Linked DNA regions of Cricetulus griseus: region 2 is linked to region 1. The links are chromatin contacts, called in public Micro-C maps. All regions are on one chromosome and are shown on one strand. Each heading gives the region's core, a stretch centred on a gene start, on an enhancer-like site or on the middle of the called end of the contact. The rest is flanking DNA. Distances are from core to core; before and after follow the strand shown. Region 1 overlaps Syne1 (nesprin-1). Region 2 overlaps Syne1 (nesprin-1).

What was found. Hi-C and Micro-C count contacts between places; a contact is called where the count stands out from the background.
Region 2: a contact with region 1 is called in a Micro-C map of the CHO-K1 cell line, with 2.2 times the contacts expected there. The contact joins two enhancer-like sites. A contact is called at or near these places in 2 of 8 Hi-C or Micro-C datasets (both in the CHO-K1 cell line).

Annotation. Positions count from the first base shown.
Region 1 is chr2:282,834,922-282,841,039 of CriGri-PICRH-1.0, forward strand. It overlaps Syne1 (nesprin-1), which reads right to left. Exons shown (of 145, transcript XM_035440411.1): 86 at 4,282-4,467; 87 at 4,014-4,136; 88 at 2,957-3,139; 89 at 1,479-1,622. Among named protein-coding and RNA genes, the nearest start is that of Syne1, 280 kb to the right of the region's middle. Within about 2 kb of position 2,905, at least 5 of the 6 cell types and tissues checked have open chromatin away from gene starts, as enhancers often do. A contact at or near this core is called in the CHO-K1 cell line, where this site is marked.
Region 2 is chr2:282,903,356-282,909,473 of CriGri-PICRH-1.0, forward strand. It overlaps Syne1 (nesprin-1), which reads right to left. Exons shown (of 145, transcript XM_035440411.1): 54 at 3,413-3,769. Among named protein-coding and RNA genes, the nearest start is that of Syne1, 220 kb to the right of the region's middle. Within about 2 kb of position 3,691, at least 2 of the 6 cell types and tissues checked have open chromatin away from gene starts, as enhancers often do. A contact at or near this core is called in the CHO-K1 cell line, where this site is marked.

The sequences.
Region 1 (6,118 bases), core at 1,655-4,154:
ATCTGATAAATGATGACCTTTCCTTCCTTCCTTCCTTCCTTCCTTCCTTCCTTCCTTCCTTCCTTTTTTTTTTTTTTTTTAAGCATATTCTAGGTTGGTTATTGTGAAGGCATTCACCTGTAATCCCAGCTCTTTGAGGTCTGAGGCAGAAGAATCTGGAGTTTGAGGCTAGCCCCCACTGCCTCCACCCTACCCCCCAAAAAAACCCAATTAAAACCCAACCCTCGGCTGAGCGTTGGTGGCACACGCCTTTAATCCCAGCACTCAGGAGGCAGAGGCAGGCAGATCTCTGTGAGTTCGAGGCCAGCCTGGTCTCCATAGTGCCGGGATAGGCTCCAAAGCTACACAGAGAAACCCTGTCTCGAAAAACCAAAAACCAAAAACAACAACAACAAAAACTAAAACCCAACCCTCATAGGTTTGTACAAGAGAGTTGTATCTCCAAAATATAAGCTTTAGTAATAGCTAATGTTACTCTAGACAAGTTATAAAGATATTTGGGTAAACAGCATTTGGACCTAATGAAACAAGAATAAAATAATATATGGCAAATATATAATATACCATGTAGACATTAATTTCAAAAATTGGCACTACTCATTACCAGTGAGTAAAAGACACAGCTCGAAGATGGTATATAAGCAGAATATTGATATTGTAAACCATAGGCATTCACTATTTTGGCATACCATGTCAAGAAATCATGTACTCATGTGTGGAAAGCAGGCATGAGATTTTCCTTGCTTCAAGGGAACATTTCAGTCTCTGGTAAATTTACTTCCATACTGGGGCCAGAAAGACTGGGCTTACGATAAAGGTAGAAGAGCAGACAGAAGGGCAAACTAAATGTCTGTCCTTGGCATAAAGGAGTAAGATGCCCCTCTCTGAGTCACCCACCAAAATTTGTGGAGCTTAGAGTCAGTCCCAAGGGAGAGTCAATTGACCTAATGGGAAATGACAGGCCAGCAGAAGAAATCCACTGCTGAATGTCACTGGGTTTGGTCACTCTGGAGCTGTGAGACCTGAGACCAGGGATATGCAAGGAATGTGTCTGGAGTCAAGGTCGTGGTGATGCCGAAGAGACAAGGAGGAACAACCTTTGAGAGAGGAGTCTAAGCAGTGGACAAGTGATTTTCTCTGTTATATGAAGCCACCCTTTGTAAGAAGCCAGACAACACAGTAGAGCGGTGAGCATGGCTGTTTCTTATAAGGTGTTAAAATCAAGAACTGAACTATTTTTATGAATTAACTGCTTCGTGCATTTTTCGTGAACTTTTCCCATGTATGGGGTTCTGGATGAGACTTGTCATGGACAGTTCATAGAGGCTGCAGAATGCAGGGGAATACCTGTGTTACTGAATAACCTTCAAAATGCAAAGACAGCCAAAGTGCTGTGCAGGAATCAAGCAGGTTCCCAATGGGGCAGGGAGTACTTCTCTTCCAGCCACTAAATGAAGCTGCCTGCCCTTCTGTCTCACCTCGTGCCGATTAATCTGAGCCTGTAGCTCCTGGATGTTACTGGTGGCCACAGGTTTGTCCTCGATCTCCCTGTGAGCCCCTTCTATGAGCTGCTGGAGATGCTTCATCTCCTGTTCATACTGTTCATACTGCACCACAGCCTCCTTTAAAAGAGAAAATGAGAATATGTTGTTCTATAAAGTTACTGGGTTGGCTTTGCCACTAACGTTACCTTCTGTCTTCCAGTGCCCAGGAATCAAAGAGATGGGTAAAGTCTTTTAGATGGCACAGATTGTCAACTTTCACTTACATACATCAAACTTATCTTTAAAAAAATATTATAATAAAATTATCAATGCAATCAAAACAGATGAGAAGTTAGGAGCCTCTCTGTTCTGCCTACTCAGATTGTCCAGAAGATGAAACACAGAGTGCAGGCAACACAATAGGCTTCCTTTTTGACTAATGAGCTGGGGAAACGGCTCAGTGACTGCCATGCAAGCATAAGGATCTGAGTTCAAATCCCCAGTATTAAAACAGAATGCCACATTTGTAACCCCCACACTAAGGGGTGAGGGGTTAGGGACAGGAGGCTCCCTGGAGCTCACTGGTGAGTCAGCTTAAGCAAATCTACTAGCTCCAGGTTCAACTGAAGACTGTCTCAAAAAATAAAGTAGAGGGCAATCAAGAAAGACAGTGTTGGCCTCAAGCCTTCACATACATGGACATGGACATAACCCCCCCCACACACACACACACACTCACAATCATGTACATATACCACACATAAAAATGCAAAGCAAAATTTAAAACAATGTTGAATAACAAGTCACCAGCCAAGAGCTCCTGTAGCAGTTAATATTGATCAAGCATGACCTGTAGCCTCAGGGCTCTGATGTAACAAATTACAAGGTAATGAATGATCAAAGATGGTTGGTCAGATGAACACTGTGGTTTTAATGATATATAATTATTCGCAAGGCAGGTGAGTACTACTTAAAAGGAGAGATTATAGTAGGCGGCATTATTTCTTCACGGAAATGCTTTTTTTCTCTTATTACCACACGAGATTAAGAGCTATGCTTGGATATCCTTTGTAGGCCCGAAAATGCACAAATTGGCTGAAACGTGATAATAATTGCATAATATAGCACAGCAAGCCCATATCACCAAACCTAGGTTCTTCTCAGATGCATATACGACCACATACAAAATCAATGTACATGAGTCATTCTTCATTAAAAAAAAATCACCAAGAGATAATTTTCACTAGAAGATAATTTTTAGAGAGCTTTCCTCGGGCTTTTGTGGGTGATCCACATGATGGTCTTAATCTCCTGATTTTATGTAACCACAACAGACTGTCAAAGTTAGCACTCTGGGTGTTTGGACGGCTGAGCCCACACAATGCTAAGAAAAGCAGCCCATGACTCATGTGCACTCGCTCTGCCTGCCGGCATGGCCTGGCTGGCTGAGCTGGTAGCACAGCTGCACCTGCCTGCATGATGTTGTACTGCTGGATGGCGGTGTGCTGCAGCTGACTGGCTTCCTCCTGCAGCCGCAGGGCGGCGTGGCACAGGGGCAGGCTGGCGACCACGTTCTCGGGGATCCGGAGAGCACTCTGGCAGAGCTGCACAGCTTGCACCTTCGGCTTCAGTGACTCCATCTCAGACAGGAGATGCTGAAAGGGGTGATATCAGGGTCTAAGCTTTCCATAATTTCATCATACATGGCATAAACAAAGACATTTCCTGAATTGTAGCTGCAGGGCCAACACAGTTTGCAAGGAAGATATGCTTTACACAATGCATAGAAAACATTTTTCTTATTATCCTACTTTTAAAATATAGATCCTCCATCCCATTTATCTTAAATTATCATTGCATGTGTGTGTGTGTGTGTATCTAGTATGAATGTATTCATAAGTGCGGGAGTAAATGAAATGCACATTTATATTTGAGTTTCTATTAGCAGGTCCATAGTGCATGTGTAAGGAGGTCAGAGACAACAAACTCAGGTATCATTATTCGATAGCTGGTTATATTTTTAAATGTTAAGACATGATATCTCACTGGCTGAGGGCTTACAGAGTACGGTAGGCTGAGTGGCAAATAAACCCCAGGAACCCCCGCCAGTTTCTTTTTCTCCTGCACTGTGATTTTAAGCACAGGACTCCCCACCCCCTGTCTTGTTTTAATGTTTTTCTGACACAAGATCTCACTCTGTAGCTCTTGCTGGCCTGGAACTCATGTAGACCAAGCTGGCTTTATCTATCTGTCTTCCTCTCCCTCCCAAGTGCTGGGGTCTATTTAAGATGGCTTTTTGTTTGTTTGTTTTTCAAGACAGGGTTTCTCTGTATAGCTTTGCTATCCTGGCACTCGCTCTGGAGACCAGGCTGGTCTCAAACTCACAGAGATCTGCCTGCCTTTGCCTCCCGAGTGCTGGGATTTTAAGGTTTTTAACAAGAGTTCTGGGGATCTCATCCTGTGATTGCCAAGCAGGAATTCTGATGACTGACCCATTCCCCCAGTCCATCCTAAATGCTTTTTGCTTACCTGTCGATGGGACAGCTGTTCCTTGAGACTAAGGCGCCCCACTTCTGGGGAAGTCAGAATTGTCTGGACTTGTTCCAAAGCTGCCCGTAAATTTCTCAGCTCTCCTTCAAACTTTTTCATATCCTGGAGAACAAACCCCACTTGAACATCAATACATTGACTTGAAGTTCAAAGTCATAGCTGCAGAGCAGCATCATACTCAAGAAACTACCTCCTCATGGGTGAACACTTTCTCCCCCTGACAACATGCCAGTTTGGTTTTTTTTACCTTGGCTGCATCTCCGAGGCTCTGCAAATGAACTCTGATCATCTGCTTTAACTCTTCGGTCTCCCGTCCTAACTGTGCCGCTTGCTTCGACATTTTTTCTGTGAAGTACACGTTGGCAAGGTATTGCACTTTCTCAGCCATTGCTTCCAGGTCACTGTCAATTTCTTCTGATTCTTCCAGCAGCGTCTAAGAATGAAGAGTTGATATTTGTGAAACTGATATATGGGCAGGGGATACAGATGTGTAGAGAGCAGTTTAAAGACCTCCAGACTGGATAAGGGTCAAGGAGAACCAAGCTGCAATCAGCACTTGCCCTTCACGCTGTGAGGGTTCTTATGAGCATGGTACAAAGTAGAACAAGCTCTAATAGGTCTTAATAATAAAAACCCAGAGTCAGATATAGGGGTAAATGCAGAAAGGTCAGAGAGAAGTAAAGGAGCAGCCACTACAGAGACCTCTTACCTCTACTGAATCCTCAGACCAAAGGGTGATCCTGTCCCTACGAATTCTCAGACTGAATGGAATGAGCTCCTGTCTCCTCCCTAACTTATATTCTTCTCTCTGCCCAACCATATCACTCCTATTTCCACCTCTCTAGTGTTGGGACTAAAGACATGTGATCCCAGGTGCTAGGATTAAAGGCGTGAGCCACCACCGCCTGGCTTTGTTTCTCTTTTAGATGGAAATCAATCTCTTGTAATCCAGGTTGGCCTTGAACTCACAGAGATCTGCCTGCCTTTGCCTCCAGAGTGCTGGGATTAAAGGTGTGTGCCACCACTGCCTCGCCTCTAGTGTGGCTAACTAGTGCGGCTAGCTCCACACTCTGATCTTCGGCAAGCTTTATTTGTTAGATCACAAACAGTATCACCACAGTACAATTGGCCAGCTCACCCCTGTGAATCCATTTAATGCTTGCATTGTTATCTCGATTGCATAGACAACAAAGCAGAGTACAGGAACCTTAACAGCTTGCCAAGGCCACTTGTTACTGAGTGTGGGACTTGAGGGCTCATGCTCTCTCACACCCAGGCTGCTCCCCCCACGAGGCAGGGGGATTCCAGCAGCTGTGATGCTTGGACACACTGTGGGTCTTGATCACATCTCTGGGGCTGCCATTCCCCACATTGACACTAAAGAAGGACTTTTCAACTCTTGTGTTGTACAGCTAAGATCAGAGTACAAATGAAAGCCTTTGTGTGTTTGTTTTAAGTGAGACAAGGAGGAAGAAGCTATTTGCAGTGTTGAGGGAAGAGAAGGTCAAATCACTGCATCTACAACACAAACCAACAATACACATATACAGACCTGTGCATCTGAATATGAAAATGAAAGAGTGACCATGCATGAAGGGATGATTTAAACCAGATGTGGAACAACTGGTTGGAAGATTGAGATAAGAGTCCCATGGTGTTCAAGAAAGATGCCTGCATTTTAAGGAGTGTGGTGGTTTGAATAGATGTGTCCCCCATAGACTCATGTGTTTGAATGCTTGTCCTATAGGGACTGACACTTTTAGAAGGTGTGGCCTTTTTGGAGGAAGTCTGTCACTGTGGGAACAGGCTTTGAGGTCTCATAAGCTCAAGCCATGACCAGTGTGGCTCATAGTCTCCGTCTGCTGCCTGAGGGTCAAGGTGTAGAACTCTCAGCTCCCTCTCTAGCACCATGTCTGCCTGCATGCTGCTGTGTTGAAGATGCTACCTATGCCGCCTCACACCAGCAATCTGCTTCCCACCCCTGCGTTAGCTTTTTGAAACCAAATCCCAAACCATGCATTTGCAGGACGAAGAGTATCTGTCAATGGCTTTAGGGCCCTTTCAACATAAAGCCCAGATTCCTG
Region 2 (6,118 bases), core at 2,441-4,940, 69 kb after region 1:
TTTCATCAGTGTGTCATCTGTAATGTATTTGGAGTGAGTGAAATGTCTGCTCACGTGTCCCTAGGAAAAGTCATATGGCACGCTCATTTGTCCCCCTCTCACTGCATGCAGAGACACCCAAGCTTAATCTATCCCAAGTCATACCTCTCTCTTTTAACCACGTGCCTCCTTGCCTGCTCACGTTCTTTCTCCTGGTCCCCATTTACATACTGAAATTTCCTGGGATGGCACGGGGCTCTTAAGTGACTTCTATTCTCTACCCTCCTTTCCTGCATTTCTCCTTCTTTGGTGTTATTCCCCTATCTGATCCAGTTATAATTACCCCCCACCCCTTCTGCTCTACCACTGGTTCCTAAAGGGATTCTCTGTGGTCCTTCATCTTCCCAGGGATGCTTATCTGACGATGCTGTGCTGGCATATTTATGTCAATGAAACACAAGCTAGAATCATTTGGGAAGAGAACCTCAGTTGACACAGTATCCCCACAAGGATGGCCTGTGGGCAAGCCTGTAGTGCATTTCTTTCTAATTGATGATTGATGTGGGTCAGCCCAGCTCACTGGTGGAACATACCATTTCTGGGAAGGTGGTTCTGGGTGCTAGAAGGAAGCAGGCTCAGCAATGGATGAAGAGCAATCCAATAAAGTAGCACCCCTCCACAAGCTCCTGCCCTTACTTCCCTCAGTGATGGAGTGTAGCCTGAGAGTTGTAAACAGAAATAAAACCCTTCCACGCCCCAGTTGTTTTGGTCATTGTTTTATCACAGCAATTGGAGCCCTAACTAGGACAGATGTACAGCATGTCTGGGGCATTTGTCATAAGGACTGTCTCTACTTGTTTCAGACTTCTGTGTCCACACAGATTATGATCTTGAAGGCAGGGGCGGGGTTCTTGGAATGCCCATGGAAAGCAGCTCAGTGTCGGAACAGAGAGAGGTTCTAAAACATGAATTGGCTTTTCTCTTTCCTTTCCCTTCCCTTTCATTTCCTTTTATTCTCTTCCTTTCCTTTCTTGTGCTAGGGATGGGAGCCAGGGTCTCACAGCAAGCCATGGAAGAATCCAGGGTCTCACAGCAAGCCACAGAAGAAACATTTTTATTTAGGAAACTCACAAAAGCAACCATAGAGTTTCCCTCTGAAATTCTAAACACTAACCCAGAAATGGTCGTTTTTTTTCCCTTACCATTCTGAATATTTTAAAAGGAAATATCATGAGAACTACAGAAAATGTAATTATCTACCAAAATATTAAAAATGAGATTTAAGTAGGCCAATTATAAATGAGGTGACATTAAAAATGAAAATCTTTTCAGACAAACCTTACATTAAAAAAAAAATACATTCATGGGACTGCAAGAGATGGTTCAGTGGTTAAGAGAGATTTTGAGTTTCTCATGGGGTCTGAGTTGGGTTCCCAACACCCTCATTGAGGGACTCATAACTACTGATAATTCCAGCTGTAAGTGATCTGACACCCTCTTCTGTATTCCATGGGTACCTGTACATATATGTGCATACATTCATGCATACACACATACACATAAATGAAAATTAAATCTTCAATGGCTTCCTCTTAAGTCCAGATTTTAGTAGAGCCCAAATCTCATGAATACTACATTGGCTGGTATGCTTTTGGTCCCATCAATCTCTGAAGACATTCTTTTCTTTGTCCTGCTTAAAGGAATAGCTACATTTCCAAACTAACAACCTGTTGGTTTGAAGGGGAATTTTATAAATACAATCTACAGGAGGTGTGCAGTGTTGGATTATAAAGTTAATAGACCACAAACCTTAAAGGGATATCCTGATGACATAAGACAAACACTTAAATGGCCTATAGTGTTCACTATGATTGACAGCAGTCAGGAGACCTTCCTGAAAGCAAAATGTTGCTGGTGGAGTCCAACTCCATCTTTTTCATAAACATTTTGCCACATACTCATGGAGTTTGAAGTGCTATCTTAAATTTTAGATAAAATTGCATCATTAGACAATTGACTCTTGTCCTCTTTAGATGAATGTGGTAAGAGGCAATGTCCTATTCCCCCAGAATCTATAGCCCTAGTGTCAAACATAGATGTGACAGCAGGGACTACTTTCATCCTGGACTCAGCACAATTGAAAAATCCATATTTCTGATTGCATCAGCACGTGTATCCTGATAGCCCTTGTCTATTATCCAATAACAGCCTCGACACAGGAGATGACTGTTGAGGAAAGGAAGCTACAACCAGACATTTCTTTAAAATTCTATTCCCTCAAATTATTAGAATGGAAAGGGAAGCAAAAAAAGAGTTAAAACACTGTTTCATCATCACCATCATCATCATCATCATCATCATCATTATCATCATCATCAGACTCCATGAAACAGTCTCCAGCCTCTCCTTTTGTCCCTGCCCTGCGTAATATGATTCTGGCAAAGAACCTAAAGGCTGAGGGGGCATTAAGAAAACAACCAAAACAGCCAAAAAGCGTTCTCAGTAAAATAGTGCCCAGCTAGTTATGAACTTTTATTTCATAGTGTACCATGCCTGCCCCCAAAAGTTGACTTAAACAAGACGGGCGCTGGAAATACTCCCTGACTGCCTAATGGGCCAGAGCTATTTTGAAATGATTATAACATAAATAGAAGCAGAGGCAGTTACCTCACTAAACTTCCTTTTAAGGACAGCCGTGATCCCGAGTATTATAAAGCAGCAAATATTGAGAGGATTGCCAAGGCACCCAAGAGGACTCGAAGAAGGCAGAGATTGTTAAACCTAAGTTCATTCTCCACTTTCTGCTCCCCTGTCTCGCATTCTAAAAGAGGTAGTGGCTAAAAAATAAATAAATAAAAATAGCCTGGAAGGCAACTATAAGTGTTAATGTGTATTAACAAGCCAATTCAAGTTCAGCTGTCAAAACCAGGGAAGAGGAAAAACAGACAGTGAAAACTATTAGTTGTGCTTCAGTGAATTTTCAAATGTGTCTTTCTAAGCTATAAATTTAATCGCCTAATTGTTTGAAAGAGTTAACTGGCAAGAAAGCAGCTATGACTCTCTGTCTATTTATGCCTCTGCCCACAGGCCATTTTCCAGGCTGAGTGACTGAATACAGTATTGCAAACTCTTACACCATCAGAAAGAAAGTAAAGAATCTCCACCAGAAATAATGTTGTATACAGGATATAACAGCACCTCCCATGTATGTTAACTTTTACCAAAGTTTGATTTCTAGGAGAAGGAAAAAAGTTCATACATTGCAAATATATTAAATACTTTTTTCTGCCTCTGAATGCTGCATGCTCTTAGTTAGGACAGGGACTCATTTTTTTTTCTTTTTTCTTATTTTTTTAAAAAGCAACCGCAAGAACCAAGGAAATGTTTAGCTTATCCACCCCCGTAGTAAACAGGAAGGCAACGACCAACTTACTTGTTCTTTGTGCCAGCATTCCACTATCTCCTCATCAGTGTTCTTGCCTTCCAGGAGGGCAAGCTGCTGGGCCCAGGTTTTCAAAAGAGTACTGAACTGTTCTAGGGCTTGCTCAAGTTGGGCTACCTGGCCAGAGAATTCCTGTTCTGAGAGGGCCATTTCGCTGACCAGGTTCTCCAGGCTGCTCTGTGCTTGAAACAGGCTATCTTCCCACTGCCTCCAGTCGGCGCGCAGGGCCTGCATCTCTGAGTTCAGAAGCTCACACCCACTGGCAGCTGTGTTCTGTTTCACTGCCGGGGCCAGCGACTCCACTCTGCTTAGGCGGCCTGCACCGATCTCTCTGGAATCTATCAGCTCCTGTAATGGAATATCGTCATGGAAACCAAGAAGGCCGTTAGTCACTTGGGCTGCCAGTTTTTGAATGTGTGCAGAATGGGACTCTGTCCTGCTATGAAGTTTGGGCAAATGTGCAAAAGGGATGAGAGTTGTTGAATCTACAATCGCCCATGTTCTATTAGCAGCAATCAGTATCATGAGTGCCCAACTTATTGCAAAATCACTCAGGATGTTTCAGTGTTCTCACAGGTCGGACTGCCTAAATAATAGGCAGTATTTAGATACATGGAAGTGTGGTAGGGATATAGATTTTCATTTGTGGTGGTCAGCTCCTATAGACTAAAAAGAATCCCAGAAAGCCTTATGTCCCTTGACGTGAATGAACAAGGGAATTGCATCCTGTTTGAAGGGTTGCTTAAATCGTATTTCTTCCTGCTGGGAGTCAGGCTGACCTACAGCAAGAAAAGAATGAGCCCACCTCAATTTCAGATATTTCTGTACCTAAAGAGATATTTTTATGGTCACTGAAATTAATAATTCACAGACCAACTTAATTAAAAGTTTTAAGCAAACTCCAGTCTGGGTTTGTTTATTATGATCATTTTTCCCCCAGAAAAAGAAACCTCACTAGAAATTTGACAATTCAGATACCATGCTTAGTCTTGAAGTTCATACAGAGAATGGGCTTTAGGATGTAATTAGAATACTCATTGTGAAGTAGGTAAGTCGTGGCATTTCCTCTTGCAAACAAATTCTTCTGATGACATTTCTCTTGCTGAAGTGTCATCTGGTGCATACATATGTGTAACATGTAATGCTATAGTTAGATGTTGTCAGTGTTAATGCAAAATTATGTCTTCACTCCTGGGTTAAGTAGCACCAAAGGTGATTATTAGAGACAAAAACAAGAAGAGGAGGAGAAATAATGAACAAGACCAATTACAAGTTAGCAACAGAAAACCAAGGCATTGAGTATCATACATGTGTTATAGATGTGTGAAGCAGAAAGGGTATTTAACTAGTCTACATAACATACCTTGCATTTCATTTCATTAGCCTGAAGTTAATCTGTCTTCTCACATGTACAAACAATAGAGGCACACTTTGGTGTGGATCATTTACAATGTCTGGTTATATGGTGATCAAAAGCACAATCACACATGTGTAAATGTGTTCTTACACACAGCACTTTGTGTGTGTGTGTGTGTGTGTGTGTGTGTGTGTCTGTGTGTGTCTGTGTGTGTCTGTGTGTGTGTAGTCGGCCTTTCTTGGCCCCAGGATTCTAAAAGACATCTCAGTTTATAGTACATAGAGTGGTTAGTGGCTAAACAAAGAAAAACTATCACTTAGAAAGTGTTGTATTAAAACAAGAATGCTTTAGAACACAATATTCAACCTTTTGAGCATTTTCACATTTGGAATTCAAAGAGTCTCTATGTTCAAAAGTCAGTTTCCTCAAATACCCTCATATTCACTATCTCAGTTGCAGTGGGTGTGAAAATAGCCCACGCTTGCTAACCCTAATTTCATTCACATAGACGATCTTTGTGTGAGTGTATACATGTGCATGTGCTATGCACACTAGTATATGGGTGTGTGTGGCTTATGAGATCAGAATGGGGCATCAGGAGTCTTTCTCCATCTCTCTCTGCCTTACTTTCTTGAGATAGGATATCTTACTGAGCTAGAAGTTGCTCATTTTGGATAGGCTGACTAGCAACCACTTGTCTCCATTCGGCAGTGTTGTGGTTACAGGCACACAGCCATGCCTGGATATTTACATGAGTGCTAAGAATTCAAACCAAGTCCTCATGCTTAAGAGCAGGTGTTCTTACACATGGAGACAACTCCTCAGTCCCAATCCAGGTCTTCAACAAGAACATTATAATTGCAGCGCTTTAAATTAGATTTTGCATAAAATTTCTTGCCTTGATTACACACACACACACACACACACACACACACACACACACACACACACGGAGACATTGTGCTTCTGAGTGGTTGCTTCTGTGGGTTGGGGGTGGTCACAGCATGGAAGGGCAGGAGGGTACTTTCTTTACCTCCTTATAGGTTTTTCAAATTAGCTTTTCAAAAAATTGATCCATCTTTGCTGTCTTCTCTTCCTTACCTGCCATTCCTTCCTAAACCCATGCAACCTGCTTGGCTCATCACTTCCCCCTGCTGTAGAAACAGCTGTCAGGCTTGCCAAAGAGCTCAGCTGTCAAGCCCAGAAAGTGATCTTCAGCCTCTATGGTAGTGACCATGAATTTCTTCTTCCCTTGTCCTCTGTCTTTCAAAACTCATTTAAATCTTAGGTACACCTGGGCTTTGGATTTGTGTCCCTATTCTATTTGCTGGATCTGCCAT